2 separate regions of the Hordeum vulgare genome follow, and region 2 is linked to region 1. The links are chromatin contacts, called in public Hi-C maps. All regions are on one chromosome and are shown on one strand. The core of a region is the stretch at or near the end of the contact, and the rest is flanking DNA. Distances in the headings are between cores, read along the strand shown.

Evidence for each region. A called contact is a pair of places that touch in the nucleus more often than the background predicts.
Region 2: a contact with region 1 is called in a Hi-C map of leaf, with 3 times the contacts expected there. The contact joins the promoter of LOC123448734 here to the enhancer-like site in region 1. A contact is called at or near these places in 2 of 6 Hi-C or Micro-C datasets (leaf and seedling).

The regions. Positions count from the first base shown.
Region 1 is chr4H:400,540,536-400,547,286 of MorexV3_pseudomolecules_assembly, reverse strand. No RefSeq gene overlaps it. Among protein-coding and RNA genes, the nearest start is that of LOC123448732, 32 kb to the right of the region's middle. Within about 2 kb of position 5,101, at least 2 of the 3 cell types and tissues checked have open chromatin away from gene starts, as enhancers often do. A contact at or near this core is called in leaf, where this site is marked.
Region 2 is chr4H:401,083,343-401,089,764 of MorexV3_pseudomolecules_assembly, reverse strand. It overlaps LOC123448734 (probable galacturonosyltransferase 7), which reads right to left and starts at 1,549. Exons shown (of 9, transcript XM_045125724.1): 1 at 1,063-1,549; 2 at 829-857; 3 at 590-694. The coding sequence starts at 1,180.

The DNA.
Region 1 (6,751 bases), core at 3,852-6,351:
TACGAGAGTTGGTTAAGTACACATCAATAACATGTATATCACATATACCTGATTTTTCTTTGGCCGCCTTCTTATCAGCCAAATACTTGGGGCAGTTGCGCTTCTAGTGACCCATCCCCTTGCAATAATAGCACTTTGTTTCCGGCTTAGGTCCAGCCTTGGGTTTCTTTGTCGGATTGGCAACAGTTTTGCCGCTCTTTTTGGAGTTACCCTTCTTGCCTTTGCCGTTTCTCTTGAAACCAGTGGTCTTATTGACCATCAACACTTGATGCTCTTTTCGGAGTTCTGACTCTGTGACTTTCAGCATCGCGAATAACTTGTTGGGTGACTTGTTCATCCCTTGCATGTTATAGTTCAACACAAAGCTCTTATAGCTAGGTGGCAGTGATTGAAGAATTCTGTCAGTGATAGCCTCTGTTGTCCCGGTCTCTCCTCGGCCTGAAGCAAGCTCCACGCGCCTGGTACCAGCGTATTGCCGGATTTCTACACACACTCGGCTTTCGTGTTACTCGCTCGGACGCCTCCTTGTTCGTTCTCCACCATGGCGACACGACTGCCTAGCTGCTACTATACGTCGATCACATCATCCTCACGGCCTCCTCAGCAGCCCTTCTTCAACAGATCACTATGCGGCTGCTTGACGAGTTTGCCATCAAGGATTTGGGTCATTCGTCGACCCGGCGGATTCTTTCTTCATCAATAGAAGTATGCGCATGAACTGCTTGAGCGCGCTGGTATGCTCAACTGTCATCCTGTTGCTACTCCTATTGACACGAAGGCCAAGGTTTCTCCTCGGGAGGGCACACTGGCGTCGGATGCTCCATTCTATCGCTCCATCGTTGGTGCACTTCGGTATCTGACGCTAACCAGACCAGACTTGCAGTATGTTGTGCAGCAGGTCTGCCTTCATATGCACACTCCTCGTGATTCCCACTGGACTCTTGTGAAACGGATTCTCCGGTACATCCGTGGCACGATGTCCCTCGGACTCACCCTCACGGCATCTCCCTCTTTGGATATGGTAGCCTACTCTGATGCTGACTGGGCCGGCTGTCGTGATACACGACGCTCTACATCCGGCTACTGCGTCTATCTCGGTTCTTCACTCATTTCATGGTCGTCCAAGCGACAACCAACTGTTTCGCGCTCCAGCGTGGAGGCTGAGTACTGAGTAGTCGCTAATGCCATCGTCGAGTGTTCCTGGCTTCGACAGCTTCTCGAGGAGTTGCATCACGGTGTCACCAAGGCCACGGTTGTCTTCTGCAACAACGTCTATGTTTTATATCTTTCCGCCAACCCAGTTCATCATTGTCAGACGAAGCACATCGAGCTTGATATCCACTTTGTGCGCGAACAGGTCGCCCTTGGTCACATCCAGGTCCTTCATGTTCCGACCGCACAACAGTTTGCCGATGTGATGACTAAGGGACTGCCTACTTCCACCTTTGAGGAGTTTTGTTGCAGTCTTTGTGTCTGTGGCGACGCTTCCACTGTGGGGGGTGTTGAATATATATATGTGTGCATGTATATTGTGCAATTGGGCCCTCCTCCTAGTCCATTGTATAGTTGAGGTAGAGGCCCATCTTGTACCTATGTATATGTGTCTAGTGCACCCAATCAATATTGAGAGTTGCACAACCCTAAACCTAATCTTCTACAGTTGTCAACGGCCTCCTCCGTCCACCTCCGGATCGTCGCAAGGCACCTCCTCCGTTGTCGGGTTCGTTCTGTGCTCCACGCGAGAAAGATGAGAGAGGAAGAAAGATTGGGTGGCTGCATGTTGGACCGAGCGGAGTGCCCGGGCGTGACCAGATCCTCTAGTAGTGTCCCCAGATTTGAGATGGGTTTGAGGGGTGTCAGTCAGTCCGGACGTTCAGAACAAAGTAAATGTACGATTGGATCGCCTTTTTCGACCGGGCGAACGTTTCAGACGTTTAGGAAGAAACTAGAGGGTGGTTGTAGATGCTCTTGGATTTGGGATAGAGATTTTAGGAACACCCTCGACTTTGCCCGACAGGCGCATCTTTCGAAAGGACACGAGAAATTCACATCAGAAGCATTTGGGTACATTCCTTCTCGATGGAAGGAAAATTAAAAAAACTTCCGGGTACATTCTTTAGAGGAAACTATGTTGACATGTTTTTGGACGCCAATAAATAGCGACGGTTCACTTACACGCAACTCGACAAACCGGCGCACACACACGTGTGTCCTGAACTGGGCCCATTTACTTTTTTTCTCTATTTTTAAATTTTCAAAAAATGATTTGGGAATTCAGATTCGAATAACAAACCTCGTTGTTTCCTTCCAACCATAGTAACGAACCGGGCAACTCAAATGTTGTGGCATGTGCAAATGGTGCTATCTTAAGAGTATCACACATAATAAATGTTGAGATGGAGGAAAGAGAAATAATAAAAAAATTGTCTTCTCTTATTTAAAAGATAATCTCTTAACACAATATATGTCATTATGTTTAAAAAAATATCTAGTTATTAAAGATAATGCTCATAGATAATTCAATGTAGACATGTTGTGTTGTCATCTCTAAACTATATGCATGCAAGACTTAAGATAAAATTGTTTTATCAATTATTATACATATTTTATTTTTTCCTTCTTCTGCACCTCTAGACCATGTTTTTCGTGGTTTTGTTTGGCAGTTTTCCTCTATTGTTTTTTTCTCTTCGTTTCTCTTTTCACTATTTATTTTCTTTTTAAAATTTGTCAACTTCTATTAAAATCATGAACACCTTTTCAAAATTCATAAATACTTTTCAAATTCGTCAATTCTTCAAAATCTATGAACAATTTTATAATATGTGATTTTTTGTTTCAAAACCGATGAACTTTTTTCGAAATATCTCGTATCTTTTTAACTTCGCAAAGTTTTTTTCAAAAGGCCATGAACTTTTTTAGTTTTCAAGTTTTTTAAATGGCATGAACTTTTCAAAAATGGAAATTTTATGAAATTCATGAATTTTTTCAAATTCATTGACTTTCAAAATCAGTAAATAAGTAGATTCACAATCTTTTTTCATGTCCGTGAACCTTTTTTAAATTCACAAACTTTTATTCAAATTCATGATCTCTTTTTCTAAATTTGTGAACCATTTCAAATTCACACACTGTATATGATATTTTTAATGAATAATACAGTAAAAAAAAAGTGAAACGTTTCCCTTCGGCACGCTGACAGAAGCAACACGCCGGTCGCTCGCTGTCCACGCGCCTCGCGCGCGGCCCGCGCCTATGGCCATGCAACATTTTTCCTTGTGGTGATCGTTTAAATTTACTACAATTGGTGTCCAAATTTGCTACATTTGTCCACTAAAAAAGTTGCATATACGTTTGGTTGCAACCTCAGTTCGTCGGATTTGTTGCTACAACCGGTGTTTTTTCCTATAACCGTGTTCATTTTTGCTACAACCGGTATCATTTTTTGCTGCAAGCGTTCACTAAAAAATTGCATAAACGTTCGTCAGACTTGCAACCCGAGTTCACCGGATTGTTTTGCTACCACCCGTATTTTTGTTTTGCTAGCACGCATCATCAGTTTTTTTTATGACCACGTTGATTTATTTATTTTTGCTACAACTATATTTTTGTTGCAACCATGGATAAAAATTGCTACATCGTAAACGAAATTTGTTGCATCGGAAAATTTTGCTGCATGAAAATCTAACGGTACGGCCCACGTATAGCTGAGGGATCAAGCGGTGTCCGACGCGCCGGCGCAAAGCACTGTCCCAAAAGAAAACATAACAAAAAGGCAAACCAGTAAAGAAAAAAGGATAGCGAGCCTAGGACACTTGCGAGCGTGCAACTATCGGCCTGTGTCGAGTCACGCCAATTGACCAACGCGTGAGTGATACGGAAGGCAGACGACGACAATTTATCGCCCTAAGCGATCCGACTAACACCTATCGTTGAAGAGTTTTATCCTTCCACATCATATCGGGCCGGTCCATTCACATGCGATAAATAGTTGCAAAAAAGAAGAAATATATATGAAGAAAGGATCGAACCTAGGTATTTAGGGGAGCTCCTATACGGCGCTGCACGCGCCGGTTCGCGCTTCTGGCGCCTGCAGCGCCCCCCTGGGCCGGCCCATAAAACATCTCCTAACGTCCCATTGCATGGTCTGAAAAACAATCATTGATATTTTTAAACGTAAATTACAAAATGTGTATTAATATTGTATTGAATTAAAAAGCATTGAATCAAATTTGCAAAAAGTTCAATGATTATGCAAAAATATTCACAGATATTTAGAATATATTCATAGATCTTAAAAAAAATACAAAATTCGAAAAAAATCGTTAATTCTGGAAAAACAATTCATAAATTTTTAAAAATAGTTCATTAATTTTGGAAAAAGTTCACGAATTTTAAAATATGTTCACCAATTTTGGAAAAAAAAATCACTAATTTCGAAAAAAAATCATAAATTTTTAAAAATGATTCACTGAATTTGATAAGAGTTCACAAATTTAAAATATGTTCACCGATTTTCAAAAAAAGTTTATAAACTTGCGAAAATAGTTCATTGATTTTGATAAAAATTCATAAATTTTAAAATATGTTCACGATTTTTGGAAAAAGTTCACCGATATCAGCAAAAAAGTTCATAATTTTAGAAAAACAATTAAATATTTTACAAAAAGTTCACTAATTTTAAAATATGTTCGTTAAATTTAAAAAAAGTGCACATATGTTAAAAAAAATCAGCAAATTTTAAAAGGAGTTCATCGAATTTAAAAAGAAAAAGAACAAAAAACAAAAAATTGTTCCAAATAAAGAAAAACAAATCAAATAGTAAAAAACAGAACAAAACCATTCCGCATAAAAAAAGAAAGACGATAAAAGAAGATGAAAAGAAATGGAAAAAAGAAAAAGGCGCGCTAGAAGAAAAAATGGAAGAAGAAGTAGTAGAACAACTAATTGTCAATGGTGTGATGGTTGCTGCGTCGAGGGAATCTCGGAAAGATCTCAGATCGAATTCTCGTCGCCCCTCAGTTTTTACGACCTAAAACAGATAATATGGGCCGGGCCGAGCCCAGCTCACGCGGCTGCAGGCGCCTGTTAGAAAAATTGCACTAGAACCGGCGCCTGCAGCGCCAAATAGGGTTTGCCGGTATTTGGATAGGAAGCAAAACCGTGCTAACGACTCCAACCAAGGTCCTTTCATGATAAAAACTAGAGGCCCGTATTACTTGAGGCTACTCCAAGCTTTTTATTTAGGGATTTTTCCTTTTTTTTTAGTTTGTTTCTTTTATTTTTATTTTTTCTTTTTTATTTCATTATTTTTCCCTTTTTATTATATTTTTATTTCTTTACTCTATTTTTTTGTTTACTTTTCTCTTTTCTTCGCCATTTGTTTTTGTTTTCTTTATTTTCCATTTTTTTATCTTATGTTTCTTTTCGTTTACATACTACATCTTTGTATATGTCAAAAATATGTTTTAATAAGTGATCAGCATTTTTTGTGGATACATGTTCAACATTTTCTGGGCGCTTATTCAACATTTTCTTAAATACTTGTTCAACATTTAAATACTTATTTAACATTTTTTAAATTCATATTCAACATTTTTTAAATAGTCACTCAACACATTTTATACTTACCCAAAATTTTGCAAATACTTGTTCAACATTTTTAATACTTATTCAACATTTTCAAATACTTGTTCAACGTTTATAATACTTATACAACATTTCAAATACTTGTTAACCATTTTTAATATGTATTCAACATTTTAAAATACTAGTTCAACATTATTTAAATACTAGTTCAATATTTTTATATACGTGACCTGGATTTTTCAAATACTTATTCAACATTATTCAAATACTAGTTCAATATTTTTATATATGTGACCTACATTTTTTCAAATACTTGTTCAACATTTTTATATACATGATCTACATTTTTTTAAATACTTTAAAAAAATATACAATACTCGTTCAACAATTTTTAAATACTTGTTCAACATTGTTTTTCTAATGCTTGATTAATATTTTTATATACGAGACAGACATTTTTGAAAATACTTCTTCAACAATTTTCAAATACCTATTCAACAGTTTTTAAATACTTGTTCAACATTTTTCAAATGTTTCAGTAGAGTGTTTTTCATAATATATACATTTAAAATATTTAAATGTATGAACAAAAGTAATAAATAATAAATAAATAAAGGAGGTTGTGGCCTCTCGTGATGGTAGGCTGCCCCATGTGGATCCCCTTTCAATGAGGGATTTCTCCCCTCGCGTTGAAGGTGAGACATAAGAGACACCTAGAAGATAAGTGGTGTTATATGCGCCAAACAGAAGGTCTTAGCACAAATCCCCTCTCGACATCACGAGTGATCTTTGAGATCGAGCCTCTATTTGGACCACAAAAGGCCTAATTTTCACTAAACACAACACTGTAAACATAAAAAAAGCAAGTCAGATTATAAAACACACACATGAATTTACCATGGTACAAAACTAATAACATATGAAAAGTTTAAAATATTTTTTTCCACAAAATTAAAACACCCACCTCGCAACTTGTTGCAAGAATTTCAGCTTCTTGTAAGAATCATATTCAAGAAAAAAATATCTACATAGTAGCCATGGAAACTTTTCACAAAACATTCTAACAAAAATGGTGTGGGTTAAAATTTGCCTTGGGAAACTATTTTCAAAAACTTTGTTGTGTGTACAAAAAAGAAAAAAAATGAAAATATTGCCATGGAAACAT
Region 2 (6,422 bases), core at 300-2,799, 550 kb before region 1:
TAGCTGTTTGAATTGGTGGCTTGGATTATTTCTGTATGCATTCTTCATATTGTCCTATTCGGTCCAAGAGAGGTGGCACAGAAGAAGACAATGGTGAGAAGTGCACCAAGTTTTCTTTAAGCTGACAATAAAACCACACTGTCCAACTCGATTTGGTCTGCTTCAAGTAACCCCATATACTTCAGGGATACAATCAGTCAATAAAATTTTCTTTGATTTTTTCATGTAAGAGCTTATGCACAATTTCCTTTCTAGCATAGCTTGCAAACCTAGAAATTGATATGAATAATCTTTCTAGCATGGGCCTAAACTAGCTAGTATTTGGGGGGGTAACGCTACTCCAGCTGGTAACCTCAAAGCTTATGGTGTACTGTATCTTTTAGTTTGTAGGTATCACTAGTATTAAGTTTCATGACATTAAAAGCGGAGAACAAACAGTGGCTAAAACCAAACACTAGAAGTGTCAGAACAAAATACACACAGCGTTCCGTGGAATGATCATGTCAACATCCACCAAGCTAACAATCTAGGTGCGGTTATACGAGCTCATCACTATCAGTACATAAGAAAAAAATGTAAAGTGACTAACCTGTGTCTTTGGGTTCACCACATCTCTACCACCCTGCCGCGTCACTTCATGTACACTGTCTCTTTCCACTCCTAAGCGATCGAATGAAGGCAGCAAATTAACCTCCTAAATCCAGCACAAATGAACGCGTGGTAGCACGAATCAGTCATATTATTCCAACCCATCACCATTTTCATAAAAGACAATCCATCAACACTCACGCATATAATTTTGTTAGAAAAAACAAAAGAGAAAGTTACCTGTTGGGGGCGCTCATCCGTCACATACACTGCAACAAACAACGAAACCAATCAGAAAATTGGTCTCAAATAAGAAGGACAAAAAACACCAAAATCCCGCACTAAACGACAATTAACGAAACAACACTCCCGGAACAGATCCGCCGGGAATGGCGCCGATCCGATCGAGGAAGCCGCGGCGCCACCCGCATTACCGAAATCCGGGCGGGAACAAGAGGGACGGGAAGCACTCACCGGCGGGGAAGCGGTTGAAAAGGAAGGCGATCGGTACGAGCAGCGAGCAGAAGACGAGCGCCAGCACGGCCAGTCGCGGGCCCCTCCGCCTCTTCGCCGGCGGCGCCGTCGCCTTCATAACCTCCTCCCCCTTCCCAAGACCCTAATCTCCACCGCCGCCGTCGCCGCCGCGTGGTCCTCTACTGATCATACCACCACCGCCACCGCCGCGACGGGGCAGGGGCAGGGGCAGGGGCAGGGAAGCGCCGCGCAGATGAATGCCTCCCGATTGGGGCAATGGCACGGGGACCCCAATGGCGCCGGCGCGATCGGTGCGTGGCGATTTGCGAGTCGCGGCGCCGGACGCTCGGATTGGTTAGTGTGCGCGAGAAGACAGGGGAGGGAGCGGAGGACGTCGCAGGGAGAAAGAGAAAGAGAAAGAGGATTGTTTGTTTGGAGGGCAAGAGGAGAAGTGTGCGAGGGGTGTCAAGGAATAATGGCGTGCCCTTTTGCCTCGGCTGCGTCTCGTTTTCAACCTTTTCCTTTTATTTGGGTTTTCTGCCTTGGAGAGATTTTTTTTGGAGTTACTTCGATTTGCTGTGCTGTTTGTTAAAACTTCCCTTAGGCCCGTTTGGTACCAGCGGATCGAGAGGGTTTTCTCAAGGATTAACCCTCATCGGATCCACAAACTTTGCTAATCCTGTTAAAACTTTTCTTAGGCCTGTTTGGTACGAGCAGATCGACACGGCTTCTCGAGGATTAACCCCATCGGGCCCAGAAACTTCACTAATCCTCGTTCCTGTTTGTTTTGCAGGGTTTGTGCAGCCCAATCCCTTCGACCCCTTTCGTTCATCTCCTATCCATACGGCTCGCGAGCCTCGAGGGCACCTGCGCGAAACGAAAAGGGCGAGACGCATGAGACAAAGTGTCGTCACATCGTCACCGAGAAGACGAGCCCACCCGTCGGGTCTTCAATATCCCGCCGCCGCCACGCCGAGAGGAGAAGCCCCGTCGTCGCCACCGAGAGAAGGAGCCCCGTCGTTGCCAACGAGAGGAGGTGCCTCTCCGTCGGATCTTGAACGCCCCGTTGCCGCCAGAGCGTCGACGTCCCCCTCCGCTGATTCTTCCCGAGGTGATTCATCCCCTCTTCTCCACCACTACATCCTTTTGCAGCAGTTCGATGCGTTCATCACAGGAGCACCAGTACTTTGGTTTGGTGTGAAACTTAACTCGTCTAGTTATTGTCGTTGAGCTAGTAGATTATGTATGATTAACCCATCCATCCCTATTGGTAGGTTGTGCTCTTGACCAATTGTTGGTAGAACCACCTCACTTCCTAGTCTAAGGTGGTGGTTGTTTAGATGCGTGCATGAGAAACATCTGAAAACCATCTCACTCAATTGTTGCTCTGTATTGTATGATGATGTTTCTTTTGTAATTTTCAGTCGTCCACTCTTAGTCATGAGTTAAGCTTAGTGGATTGTGATTTTCAGGACATCTTGCTTGGTGCCATATATACATAGTTTAGTTTTAGTGAATGTCCTGTGGAAGAGATGGCTCACTTCTCTAAAAGTTTATATGTGTCATCTAGCCTAGTCTGCTAGTAGTATCTTCTATGCATTCATTATTTAATTCACCACACTTAGATTACAATACAATATAAATTTTTGTTAAACAACTAAGGAGGAAAATTTTGTTTGTAGTTTCTCATTACTTAAGAAGTCGATCGTAGTTTAATTTGTTAAACAATAAGTAATAAAATTCTCCAATCTCATTATTCAATTCTGTTTGGCAGTGGAGCTAGCTTCTTATGCATCTATCTTTTCATATAGCTAGCTAGCTAACTTGCTCCATTTCCATTGAACATCTCTCTTCTCATGCATCTAATTCTGTTTGACAGTAAATGTTGGCTAAATTAAATATATAGCTTTCTAGTAGTAACTGAAAGGGTCGATATGGTTGACTAGTGGGGTGAATAGGTGTTAGAGCATATTTCTTCATATGTGGTTTTGGTAATTGATGACAATTCATATGGACTAATGGTTGCCTTAAGTTATACTCGAAGGATTTGTCCATAGGCACTTCTTGAAGTCCATTCGTTGGTTTCAAGGAGTTTATATGATGACCAAGGTGGTATTCGAAGTATTATCCAAAGATTGGTCATAAATACACAAGGTTGATCAAGACTAAGCAGAGAGTAAATCAAGATGATCAACACACAGAGCGTACAGGATGTACCGAGAAGGATCAAGTGATCCCATGGTATGGTAAGCATTGTCCATAACGCTTTTATGTATTAACCCATGTCTTCGTGAGAGTTCTATGTGGGGTTAGGTGTGTTTCCATGGGTTTGTGTCAAGAGGAAGATCTCATTCAACCTATGAAGAATGACATCAAGTGGTGATCGTCATCAAGATTGCGGTGTGCAAGTTCAAGTGGAGCATCACGAAGATATCATGCTTGAAGTTTGCCGTCCATTGTGGTGGCAATGGACTTGTGAAGAATGTGCTGAAGAGTGGCTCACCCATAGTGAGTATGGGGAGCAATCAAGAAAGGTGGTCCATCTTGAGGAAGCCAAGATCGTCATCATCTAGCTCAAGAGGACTAGGTGCAAGGTATAGATTTGTCCTTTTTAGGTTTTTCTATTGGAGGATAGTTTGTCGTACTGTCAAGGGGGCTCTCAAGTGAGTAGCTTGATCGTATCGTTCGTTGAGAGCTCAAACCATTTGCATCCTTGCATCATATATTGGTTCTTGTTTGGTGTTTCTCCTTGTGAGTTTTTAGAGCTTATGGTCATCTTCATGACAAGCTCAAGTTCATCGAAAACGGAGTCTATATGCATCTTCTATGATGTTTTCGATGTTGGAAGTTTTTGCCGGTTCTTCATTCATAGAGGTCTCACATCTCTATATAATTGGCGTTCTCATAACTGCATGTTCTTAATATTTTATGTCGTTGTTGGATAGCTCTTGTCGTCGTGAATTCAACAAGTTTGAGTTTGCTCGATTTGGAGTTCGTATGCGAAAGTTATGGTAGTTTCAGTATCCAACGGTAGTACCGCTCCTGGTGCCAGCGGTAGTATCTTTTTACTACCGCTCGCAGGCGGTAGTACCACTCCCTCAGACGTTATGGGAGCGGTAGCACCGCTCCGGTCGGGTGTGAGTGGGGGTAACGGTTGGATTCCTTCCCCCTATATATAAAGGAGGTCTTCTTCCCCATTGGACCTTATCCATCCATTGAGCTCGTGTTCTTCCCCCATTATTGACCTTCTTAGAGCTTGCTAACTCTAAATCCCTCCAATGATTCTTGCTAGTTCTTGAGGGAAAAGAGAGATGAGATCTAAGATCCACATCTCCACCAATCACTTTCTCCTCTATGTGAGGGGAACCCCTTGTATCTTGATCCTGGAGTTCTTTGTGAGCTCCTTGTTCTTCCTCTCATATTTATCCATAGCTTTTGTAATTGTGGAGGGATTTGAGTGTGAGGGACTTGACCACTTCGTGTGTTCTTGCCATTGCATTAGTTGCATCGTTTTTAGTTCTCAACGGTGATACGTGGAACTGAGAAGTTGAGAAGCTTATTTCCCTTGGGTACTTGGTACCCCTAGAAGCTTGGTGGTGCCTCGGAGCTCAATCATTTTGGTGTAAAGCTCCGGGCAAGCGTCGGGGTCTCCAATTAAGTTGTGGAGATTGCCCCGAGCATTTGTGGTCACCTCGAAGCCATATGCCATTGTGGTGAAGCTTCGTGGTGTTGTTGGGAGCCTCCAATTAAGTTGTCGAGATTGCCCCAACCTTGTTTGTACGGGTTCGGTGACCGCCTTCAAGGGTCCCTTAGTGGAATCACGACATCTTGCATTGTACGAGGGCGTGAGGAGATTACAGTGGCCTTAGTGGCATCTTGGGGAGCATTGTGCCTCCACACTGATCCAAACGGGGATTAGCATCCGCAAGGGTGTGAACTTCGGGATACATCATCGTCTTCGCGTGCCTCAGTTATCTCTTACCCGAACCCTTTACTTATGCACTTTACTTTGTGATAGCCATATTGTTTCTTGTCATATATCTTGGTATCACTTAGTTGTTTATCTTGCTTAGCATATGTTGTTGGTGCACATAGCTGAGCCTAGTTGTTTTAGTTTTTTTGCTTGACAAATTAAACGTTAGTTTTATTCCGCATTTGTTCAAACCTAAACCGTAATTATTTTAAAGCGCCTATTCACCCCCCCCCCCTCTAGGCGACTTCCACGTCCTTTCAATTGGTATCAGAGCTAGGTCTCTCATTATTAGGTTTAACCACCTAGAGATTAAGGATGTCGACTAGGGGATTAGGATTCTCTGACACTCTTAGTTTCGATGGCACAAATTTTGATGTTTGGGTAATTCACATGCTTAATCACTTTAGGGTCATGGACCCAAATTTAGAGAGAATTGTAGATATGGGTTTTTCTCCTCCAAAGGATTCTCAAAATATATCTTTAGAGGATGAGAAAAACTCTTATCTCAATGCTCAGGCTTCTAATGTACTTTTTGATGCTTTGAGCAATGTAGTTATATTTCAACTCATGTCATTTCGGGATGCTCATGAGCTGTGGACGAAGCTTCAAGAAAAATATGGTGTGTCCAAGATTTGTGGGAATGATTGTTCTCCCTCCACCTCCGGTCGTGTGGTCTTCTCAACTTCATCTACTTCACCTACATGTGGATTTCCACAAGGTAATGATATGGTGAGTAGTGGTGATCATTGTAGTGATGATAGTGGGCTTCTTGTTGATAATCCTTCATCACTATATTATTGCAATGCTTCACTTTTGGGGGTTAACACTTCGATCACTCTAAATGTTTTACATGCTTGTGTTGATAGTCCTTGCATATCATGTAAAAACCGCTTGACTAAATCTCACGATGATATGCTTTCTATATCTTGTTGCCATGATAAAAATGTATCTATTTCCTCGAGTTCTCGTGCTAACAATGTAGAGGAAATCCATCACTCCATGGAACAAGATGTTGCCTTGAATGATGCTTCAAGGGGTCCTACATTATCATCTATTTTTTCTCACTTTTGCTTTATGGCTAAGGCTTCAAAGGTATCTCCTACCTTGAATCCCAATATATCTCTTGATGATGATGATGATGATAATGAGGATGATGATAATGATGAAGAGAATGATAATATTGCATCCTTAAAATTTAAGGGTGAAATGATTTTTAAATCTCTTTATAAGAATAAACTTGTTTGTTCCAACTTCATGGAAATTATGTCTATTGCCACTGAGGGCAAGAAATACATTGAGGAGTTGGAAGTTCATCTCGAGGAGCATGAGGACACCATTGAGACAATGGAAGGTCATGAGCGTGATTAAGCTGATGAGATAGCAGAGC